2 separate regions of the Hordeum vulgare genome follow, and region 2 is linked to region 1. A link is a contact called in public Hi-C data. All regions are on one chromosome and are shown on one strand. The core of a region is the stretch at or near the end of the contact, and the rest is flanking DNA. Distances in the headings are between cores, read along the strand shown.

Region 1 (4,759 bases), core at 580-3,079:
CAGCAGCGACATCCAGCTAGCTGAGCGTTGACCGGATCTGACGACCAGGTTGGGTCCAAATCACAATAATCGGAGGGCTCGCGAGGCGGCTTAAGTTTAACACTTATCAGCCGATAAATTAGTAGCAGTCGCCTAATAATATAGCCAACTGCTGGCTCTAAGATGTTGACACATCATCTATAGCCAACACATACATTCACTCCTACAACTATGTTAACTATAAGGCTGATACTTTTTCTCATCTACTCTCTATCTCTTTGTTCACATTTGTCTGACTAGGAACCCGCATATAGCTAGACTATTACATAAGAGTCCATCTTTCTTTTTTTATGCATCTATTCTTCACATAAGCAAAATTTCCATGTAAACGAGCTTATAGCCTACTACTATTATACTGCTCTTAAACTGTTTGGATAATGTCCTTTGTTGTGAGGAGGAAGGTACGCCGGATTCTGTTTGAAAAAAAAGGTACTACGCCGGATTTGGTGGCAAAAAAGGCTTTGTTGCCAGATGGACCTACTATCTAATGATTTAAGCCCTGTTTGTTTCATAAGTCTTAGGACTTTTTTTAAGTCCCAACTTATAAATCATAAGTCCTTACCTGTTTGTTTACAGGGACTTATAAGTCCCGAGTCTCTACCTGTTTGTTTACATGGACTTATAAGTTCATGTTGCACCTAATAATACACTTGTTCACATAACCCTTGTTCATACAAATGAATTGCAGAATAGTGACAACCGAAATAACAATTGTTCATAACACTTGTTCATACAAACGAAACTAGATGAATCATCTTTTAATTATATTAGCAAGAATCACCAGGAAACTGGCTTAATTGCATCGCACATGACCGGCTTAATTGCATCGCACAGACTGGGTGAATCATTAGCGAATCATCAGTGAAATTGCATCGCACATGCCGACGAGACGGGACAGCGGGCGGACGGGGCGACGGGCGACGAGACGGGACTAACCGAGGCAGAAACGGGCGACGGGACGGGGTGGCGGGGGGACGAGCCGAGGCCGACGGGACGGGACGGGGGGGGGGGGGGGGGACGGGGCGACGATGGGGCGGGGCGGCGACGGGGCGGCTACTCCAGCGATGCGGGGCGGTGGGGCGGCGGCGGGGCGGGCGGCGACGGGGCGGCTAGCGATGCGAGGCGGTTGGGCGGCGGCGATTGGGGCTGGGAGCGACGCGGGGTAGGGCGGTGGGGCGGGGGCACTGATCGATGCGGGAAACGACGCGGGTCAACGAGCATAAGTCCCAATAAGCTACTCCCTGAGAGTCTTATTTGATAAGTCCAAATCATCACAATAAGTCCCAATAAGTCCCCTGTGTTTGGTTTAGGTGGGACTTAGGGCATCTCCAACAGTTTGTTGGTTAGCTTGTTGGTAAAATATGCCATGTCATCAGCCAACACCTTAACATACAACTACTTCAATGGGTTGTATCTAGTTTGCCCAATAAGATGTGAGGTAATAAATAAGGTGCTCTCTCATTCTACATTGGAGCTTGTGCAAGGGTGTTGGTTAATTTACATACAACCTTGTTCTCTTTCCTCCTTTATTGCAATGACACATCATCAAAAATCCTATGTGTCAAAATTACCAACAACTATCTTACAACCATTGGAGATGCCCTTAGGGACTTTTTTAAGTCCCTAAACCAATAAGTGTGTGGAAACAAACACCCTCTCAGCTCCCAAGAAAAACCAGCGGTAAAAAGACAAGGACGGAAAATGGTAAACCCCACGGGCCCGTTCCCCACGGCCACGGGACACAACGGACGACTGTCGGCAGTGGCACTGCATTTAAGGCCGCCTCCACCACTCCACTCCACTCCACCACTCTTTCACCGGGGAGAAAAGATCCAGCCACAGCAACTGTTCCACTCTTCGAGATCTCGGCTCCGGCAATGCCTCCATGGGCGGCCACCCCCGTGCTGCCGCTGCTCCTCCTCGTGCTGCTGCTGCTGCTGGTGGTGCGGGGGAGAGGAGGCCATGGCGCCATCACCATCGGCGGTCTGGACATGGACATGGACGTGGGGGTGGAGGCAGCGCAGATGGGCTCGGAGGCGGCGCACGGCCGGCTGCTGTGGGAGACCGGTGGCGGCAGGAGGTACATCAGCTACGACGCGCTGCGGGGGGATGCGGTGCCGTGCTCTAGGCCGGGGGTGCCATACTACAACTGCCGGGTCAGCACCACCGCTAACCCCTACACCCGCGGCTGCGACTCCATCACCCGCTGCCGCGACGACGACCCTTCCTAGGTAACCACTGTAATTGATTGCCAAGGTTGCTGGATCCAGAGAACGGCGGATGCTGCTCGTTTTGTGTGTGTGTGTGTTTTGCTTGCTGGGTCAGAGTAGTAGGTGGAGTATTTTGCTGGATCATATTGCATCAATAATATAATGTGTCCGTGTATGTATGTAGCTAAGAATCGATTCCAGCTCCAAGGATATTATTACACGGAGTTAAGAACCTGGATCATATGGAGTGTTATGTTGTATTATAGAAACTTCCCTGGTAACAACCAATTGTATGGTCAAATCATTCCTGTATGTGTTTTTGCTGGGTCAGTAGGTGAAGTTCAGTAATAACGACTGATGGACGAATAATGTATCCGTCCCGCTCCCGCGCTAGAAACTTGCAGCGATGCTCAAGCAACGGATGACACCAGAAACAAACTGCCACCGGTGAGCTGAGACCGAGAGTCTCTGCTGCTAGCAGTTTCCCAGTTCGTTGCTGAATCGTGAATGAATGCCTAGGTAAACTGGATTTCGTGTTGTTGACTGACTGCTGCTTGGGCCCTTCGTGAATTTGGCGATGATGACAATCACCAGGCCAAATTCACATCTGCTGGCGACTACCCTCAGGCCTCAGCTGGGTTATAGGATTAACATCTGCTGGTTGTGTCTCGTAGAGATTGTGCTGCTGGATTTCATCAGTTGTCGGCAGCCGATGGACTTTGTTTCTGCTTGACACTGCTGCCGATGGACTTTGTTTCTGCTTGACACTGCTGCCGATGGACTTTGTCAGTGCACACCCGTGGCTGCTTTATCCTTTTGCCCCAGAGTACCGAAATTCTGAACATTCATAACTGCTAGGGGAGTGGCAAATGCATTTCCCACGTGACTGCTTTATCCTTTGCCCCACAAATTATTTTCCCGCACAAAAGGGTGGAAATTGCTTTTGGCTCCCAAGCTCCATGAAGGCCTTTAAATTCAAACTTCAGATTTCATAAAAATTCGTATTTTCATATTTAAAAAAATTCTGAAAAAATACATAGATAGATGAAGGTATAATACGCAAGTGTGTAAATTTTCAAAACAAAATACGTTGAAATAAGGGCTGTGCAAAAAAGACAAATCTAGAACTTTTTAACACATGTTACTATTCATCATTTCAGACCATGAATTTGTCTTTTTGTACAAGTCGCGTTTCAAAGTATTTCGACCTGAAATTTTACTCACACACAGATCACATCCTTATTTAGTTGTATATTTTTTTAGTTTTTTGTAACTATTTTTTTTTAATTTTGATTTTTTCCACAAAAAAATCGGCCTCCACGGAGGCCTAGCTCCAAAACGCCGTACTCCACAAAAGGGCCTCTTTGCTTCCAAGGATTTCTAAAGCAAGTTTCCGAGGATTCCCATCCTTAGGATTTCTTTCCTACATTAACTGTTTGATTCGTAGGATTGCGATCCATTGGAATTTTTCATTTTAATTCGTTTCTACCAGTTTTCGTTGGAAATTTTTCACCCACTCCAACCTCATGCGGTGACCGTGACACCAAATTTTTACGTGTTACACACGCACAATCAAGCTCACATGCTAATCCTGTAGTATTGAAAATGACACGGCACTTCATTCCTGTACTGTTGCTACGAATTCTACGGATCAGAAATGCCCTAAATAATATCCCGCAATAGAAAACCCTAAAAATTAGAGAGCTAAGCTTGTGACATGCTTTTACAGTGTAGCAGTGCAAGTTTACACATTGCCAGCTCCTGATGACCTGATCAGTGTCGGGGTCTTGTTATAGTGATACAAGAGCGCCCGTTCCAAAATTTCGTGAAGATTCCTGGCGCCAACAAGTCCCATAAGCTGAGTTGAGCAGATTGCACTAAGAAGCTTCCTGGCGCCAACAAGTCCCATAAGCTGAGTTGAGCAGATTGCACTAAGAAGCGTTAGAACCATATAAAAACGTCTATCCTTTTCCAACTTGCGCTTAAAAAGATACTCCATCCGTCCCATTTTAATTGACGCTCAAATGGATGTATCTAGATATGAGGAAGTAGTACTTGAGTATGAAATTTCTTTGTTTGTCCTCCTCTTGATATCCCTCCTCCCTCGGACCCATACAAACATTGGATGTACTTACTGTTAGGTTGATCTCCCATTGGACCTTGACTCACGCCCTGATCGGAGGCGTCCAACCCAAGCAAGGCTAGTGGGCCCCTGTCGCGCAGTGCTATATGTAGAGGAGGTGGGGACCATGGCACGGGTTACGAGGTTCGCCGCCGCCACTGGTTCCCCACTCTCTAACCCTAATCCGATCTAGAGGGATGCACTGAAGCGACGGGAAGTCCACCGCCGCCGTTACCGGATCTCTCTCTCCTTCCCCACCGTCGTCACCACCTCACGACGGTCTCTGGAGGGAGCTCATCGAGTTCACAACAAGGTAACAAATCACTACTCTCACCGAACCAGCGAGGGAGAGAGGTGGCTATGGCATCGGAGACCCTTAGTCTCTCGT
Region 2 (4,759 bases), core at 1,124-3,623, 150 kb after region 1:
ATAGGCCGGCTTAAATAGTCGGCCCGACCTCGGGCTGGGATCTATAGCGACGCCACGCGGCGTTCACACCGCACCGGCGATCGAGGCACCCGTCAGACCGTCGGGTTTCTCGGCGAGTCCGTGTGGGGCCAAGCCGTTAGGCCCACATGGCGGGCGTGTCCGAGCATGCACGGGCTCCCCCATATCTGGGCTGGAAATAGGGGGTACCGGTTAGCTCGGGCGTTTGAGGCCGGTTTGAGAAGCCCGTCCGGGTCGCAATTTCGTGACCGAACGGACTGCTCGGACGATTTAAGGAGGGTTTGAGAGATCCGGTTGTAGATATTGTAACAATTTGTATTTGCTGGAATGCATAAATTAGTTCTTACCAGATATTTTGATTTTTAGTATCTGTTTGGTGTGTGCCAACAAAATTGACCCGCTAGTATGTGGGCTAGCCCAAAGAAATTGACTATCAATTCTATTGGAAACCAACTTACCACACCTTATGTTTCTCATAAAACTTGTCACAACCCCGTCAAAACAAATACTTATCACAAGCCCAAATTAATTTGTAGTTGGATGGTTAGAAGGACAATGCGCGTCCTCAATCCATGAGGGTTTAAGTTTCTATGCTCGCATATATGATTGATTTATTTCAGAATTTTTGACGATGCGCGTTCAATGGTTCGTTCTCGTTGACTACGAGGCGCCTACTCCAGTCTCTCGGAGATGCTTACAGTTATAGGATGTGTATTTGTACATTCATAAGGATGAGAGTATGCATGTTTATATGAACGCTTGTGTATGTATTGTGTTAGAAAAAGATACTTGTCACTAGCCCTATCTTTTGGCAACCAAACAAAATGATGCGCAAGAGGAGTTGGTCGCTTTTTTTTTTCTTTTTGTGGAAGAAAGAAAGGCGATCTCCAGCCGCCAGGAGTCCACCACCACCGCCCCACTTCGGCGGCTCCCCTCCGCTGGCTACCTCGGTCGTAGGTGGTGAGGAGGGACACCCGATCAACGCGTGTGGCTTGGTTTTTACTCTCGTAGTTTAGGTTTTTAGGTTGTTCATTGTCTCGGCTTCGTCGACGATGATAGTGATGCTGAATAAATTTTTTTAGATCCTACTCTGACAAGGCGATCGGTCTTATGGTTCGGGATGGATTTGGAAATCAGTCCGTTCAAGTAAGGATGGCATGACGGCAATGACATCCTGGTGGTGGACCTGTGTCCTCGGGCTTCGTCGTTGCGACAACGTTTGTTCCGGCGCTGGTGTAGAGCTTGGGAGGTAGTCCAGTAGCGGATGCAGATTATGGTATGCATCAGCGGCATCTAGAAGGTGGTGGATCTGGGTCCATGGTTCGTGGATGGCAGGTACAGTTTTCTCCTCTAACGTCTTAGTTGGGTGGGGGTGTCAGATCTGGAGTTCGATGGCGTGTTCGGGGTGTTGCTCCAGTCTGATTCGTTCAACGGTGATTGTTTTGCCTTTGGCGAGCCACCTTGAAGGTCCGCAAAGCTGTATATCAATGATGGAACCGCTTCAAGCTCGAGTATGATGTTGATCCCTCATTTTTTACTTTGATGGTTGTTGTGGTAGTGACTATGATTCTTATGATATACTCCATTCGTTCCAAAATATAAGACCTTTTAGAGATTTCACTAGAAGACTACATACGGAGCAAAATGAGTGAATCTATACTCTAAAATATGTCTATGTACATCCGTATGTAGTATATAGTGCAATCTTTAAAAAGTTTTATATTTAGGAACGAAGGGAGTAAATAAAACACGTATTAACGTGGGGAAAAAAGGTTGCAAGACGCGCGGGCATTGAGTCGAGCCGGATGCAAAACCGGACGACCAACGTAGCAACAGTTATCGCCCGCACACACGAACTGGTCGGCGCAGAAGGGGCCGCCGTAGCAGGGGGGGAGGACGCGGTCCGGCGATGGCGACGACGCGGCGTCGGTTGGTTTGGTGAGGTGGTGGCGGCGGCCGTGTCCCCTGTGGCCTGGCAACTGACCACCTGACCTGGTGCGTGCGGTGCACCAGCATACAGCAGAATTACGTAACGTGGTGGTCATCACACCACGCGACGCAGCTAGCTTGATCAGGCTTTCACACGATAACTCTGGACCAGCCAGCAGATTTTGAGAAGCACTGCACGCTGAGCGTGTTGACGAAACAGAGCACCGGCCGGAGGTTGCACGGTTGCTACTGCTACTAGTAGTATCAGATGAGACACATAACTTGTCGCAGAAAAAGAAAAAAGAAAAAGGATGAGACACATAACTAATCAGAAGACAGCGAGGCACCTTCTTCCTCCGTCTCTCTCTTTTATTTGAGCCATTTATTTCAGCGTCTGTCCAATAGTTTTGTATCATCATCATCTGGATGGTTTGATTAGTCTCCGGCCCCCTGTCTTCTCTTCTCTTCTTTTCTCCCTCCTGCAGTCGTACTAGTCGCAGCATAATTGTTTCCAACCTGAGGGCTACAGAGAGAGAGAGAGAGATCTACTCCATAACTCAAGCTGAAGCCCCCAACCACCACCACCCCTTCTTCCCCCTAAGCTTCCCCTCCAACATCTATCCATTTCATCTGCCTCTGCCGTGCCGCCGCCGCCGCCGCTCGCTCGTCACCGATCTGACTCACCCGGGAAGAACACGCACACACCAAGGAAGCAAGCAAGCAAGCAAGCGCCGCCCCCGCCCAGCCGGCTGCTCTCCTGCCTGCCTGCCAGGTACCCCGCCGACCCTTGTCACTTGTCAGCAGCGGCCTGGAGAAGATCCAAGCTCAACTGCAGCCTGGACCCAAGTTTCTTGCACTTCTCTCTCTTTTATCCGCGAGAAGCTTCCACGATAGTAGGTTTGAGGTTAATTTCATGGTGTATGGTGACCCCTGACCCTCATCTGCTCCAAAAGATGAAGAAAATAGCCAAGCCGGGCTTTCATACAGAGCCACACGCGTGCTGTCATCAACTTCCCTGCAACTTGGCCCTCTCCTGAACTTTCAGCTTTTACAAAATTCAGTCCAGCTTGGACCTCTCCTTAACTTTCATCCTTTATAAAATTTCAGTCCAGCTTGGCCTCTCATGCAGTTACAGTTTCTATGAAATCGTCAGGCTTGAGCTCTTGTCTTATGTTCAGGCAGACTAGAGCGCGGCGCCGCCTTGCTGAATGTTCCTGCAAGCTTGACGAGGACTGCTGACACCATAGCAACCGAGGATAATGAGCTGGTGTTGCCTCCCAAGAGCCAAGAAGCAGCAGCACAATCTCTACTCCCACAGACAACAGGAGATTCTTCACTCCAATACCAGCATAAGCGGTAAGACTTCTCTTTGCGTTGCGAAATTTACTGCACTGTCGACCGGCAGAGTTTACGGATTTATTGTTATGAATTTGTGATGCCTTCAGCCCTTCATGCAGTATTCTTCCATCAGTTGCTTTTTGTTCCCACACAACTACAGATATTTTTTTTATAAGGAAAATATACCCTATGCATGCAGCCATACACAATTACAGATATGCCGAAGCTTAATGTTCATGTTTACGCTTTACTTATCATCCTTCAACAAAAGTTTGGACAAATAATTAACGACACGTCCTTACCGAGTGTTGCTGTTTTCAGGCATTTCGGCGGAGAAGAACATAAGGCTCTTCTCCCATGCGCAGTTGAGATCAGCAACAGACAACTTCAACCACAACAATAAAGTCGGCCGAGGTGGATTCGGGATAGTATATAAGGTGACATTTTCATCTCCCTATTATGTGGGAACTGCTCTCTCAAACTTGTTTGCTCGAATCTGGCTGATCAGTATATCCATGTTCCAGGGAACCCTACAAAACAAGCAAGACGTTGCAGTCAAGGTTCTCTCTGCCGAATCCAGACAGGGCATCAGAGAATTCTTGACAGAAATTGATGTTATCAGCAATGTGAAGCACCCTAACCTGGTCGAATTGATCGGCTGTTGTGTTGAAGCAGATAATCGCATTTTGGTGTATGAGTACCTAGAAAACAGCAGCCTCGACCGTGCACTGCTGGGTATGAACCTATTATTATGTGACTATATTAATATGATCATTTTCTTTGTGACTTGACAGTTTACCTTGTGCTTCCGCAGGTTCTACCAGCGATCCTGCTAATTTTACATGGAGCGTAAGGTCTTCCATATGCATTGGTGTTGCTAGAGGTCTTGCATACCTGCATGAAGAGATCCCGTCACCGATCGTGCACAGAGACATCAAGGCTAGCAATATACTCATGGACAAAAATTATGTACCTAAGATCGGGGACTTTGGTCTGGCCAAACTATTTCCGGATAATATCACCCACATCAGTACCCGAGTAGCTGGAACAACGTGAGTACCTGTGCGATTTGCAATTCATTTAATTGGAGGGTTAAAAAAAATTGTTACCATTTGCTTTCTCCTTATTAGTTCTGTTTTCGTCTATCCCACTATGTATTTGCTCTTTAGTCCCTGTTTATTCTCATGTAACCTAGAATTAACCCTGCTTACTGGGTTTCATGCAGAGGTTATCTTGCACCTGAATATGCATGGCATGGTCAATTGACTAAGAAAGCAGATATATACAGCTTCGGGGTTCTTGTCATCGAGGTCATAAGCGGCAAGAGTGGTTCGAGGAGCCTGCTGGCTGATGATAAGTTTCTTCTAGAGAAGGTCAGTTCTTGCTTACTTTCATGTGCTTCTCATCACCTGCCTCTCTGCATTCCACAAACGAAGACATGTTTGTAATACAGTTCAGAAATCAGAATAACATA

The links. Hi-C and Micro-C count contacts between places; a contact is called where the count stands out from the background.
Region 2: a contact with region 1 is called in a Hi-C map of seedling, with 2.2 times the contacts expected there. The contact joins the promoter of LOC123428330 here to the promoter of LOC123428328 in region 1. A contact is called at or near these places in 1 of 6 Hi-C or Micro-C datasets (seedling) and 1 of 1 datasets of contacts at active chromatin or transcription factors (embryo).

What each region holds. Positions count from the first base shown.
Region 1 is chr2H:645,210,857-645,215,615 of MorexV3_pseudomolecules_assembly, forward strand. It overlaps LOC123428328 (protein RALF-like 33), which reads left to right and starts at 1,830. Exons shown (of 1, transcript XM_045112524.1): 1 at 1,830-2,561. The coding sequence starts at 1,917. The coding sequence ends at 2,270.
Region 2 is chr2H:645,362,498-645,367,256 of MorexV3_pseudomolecules_assembly, forward strand. LOC123428330 (putative serine/threonine-protein kinase) reads left to right here and starts at 2,374. Exons shown (of 7, transcript XM_045112527.1): 1 at 2,374-2,719; 2 at 3,130-3,303; 3 at 3,607-3,722; 4 at 3,810-4,020; 5 at 4,100-4,337; 6 at 4,511-4,658. The coding sequence starts at 3,207.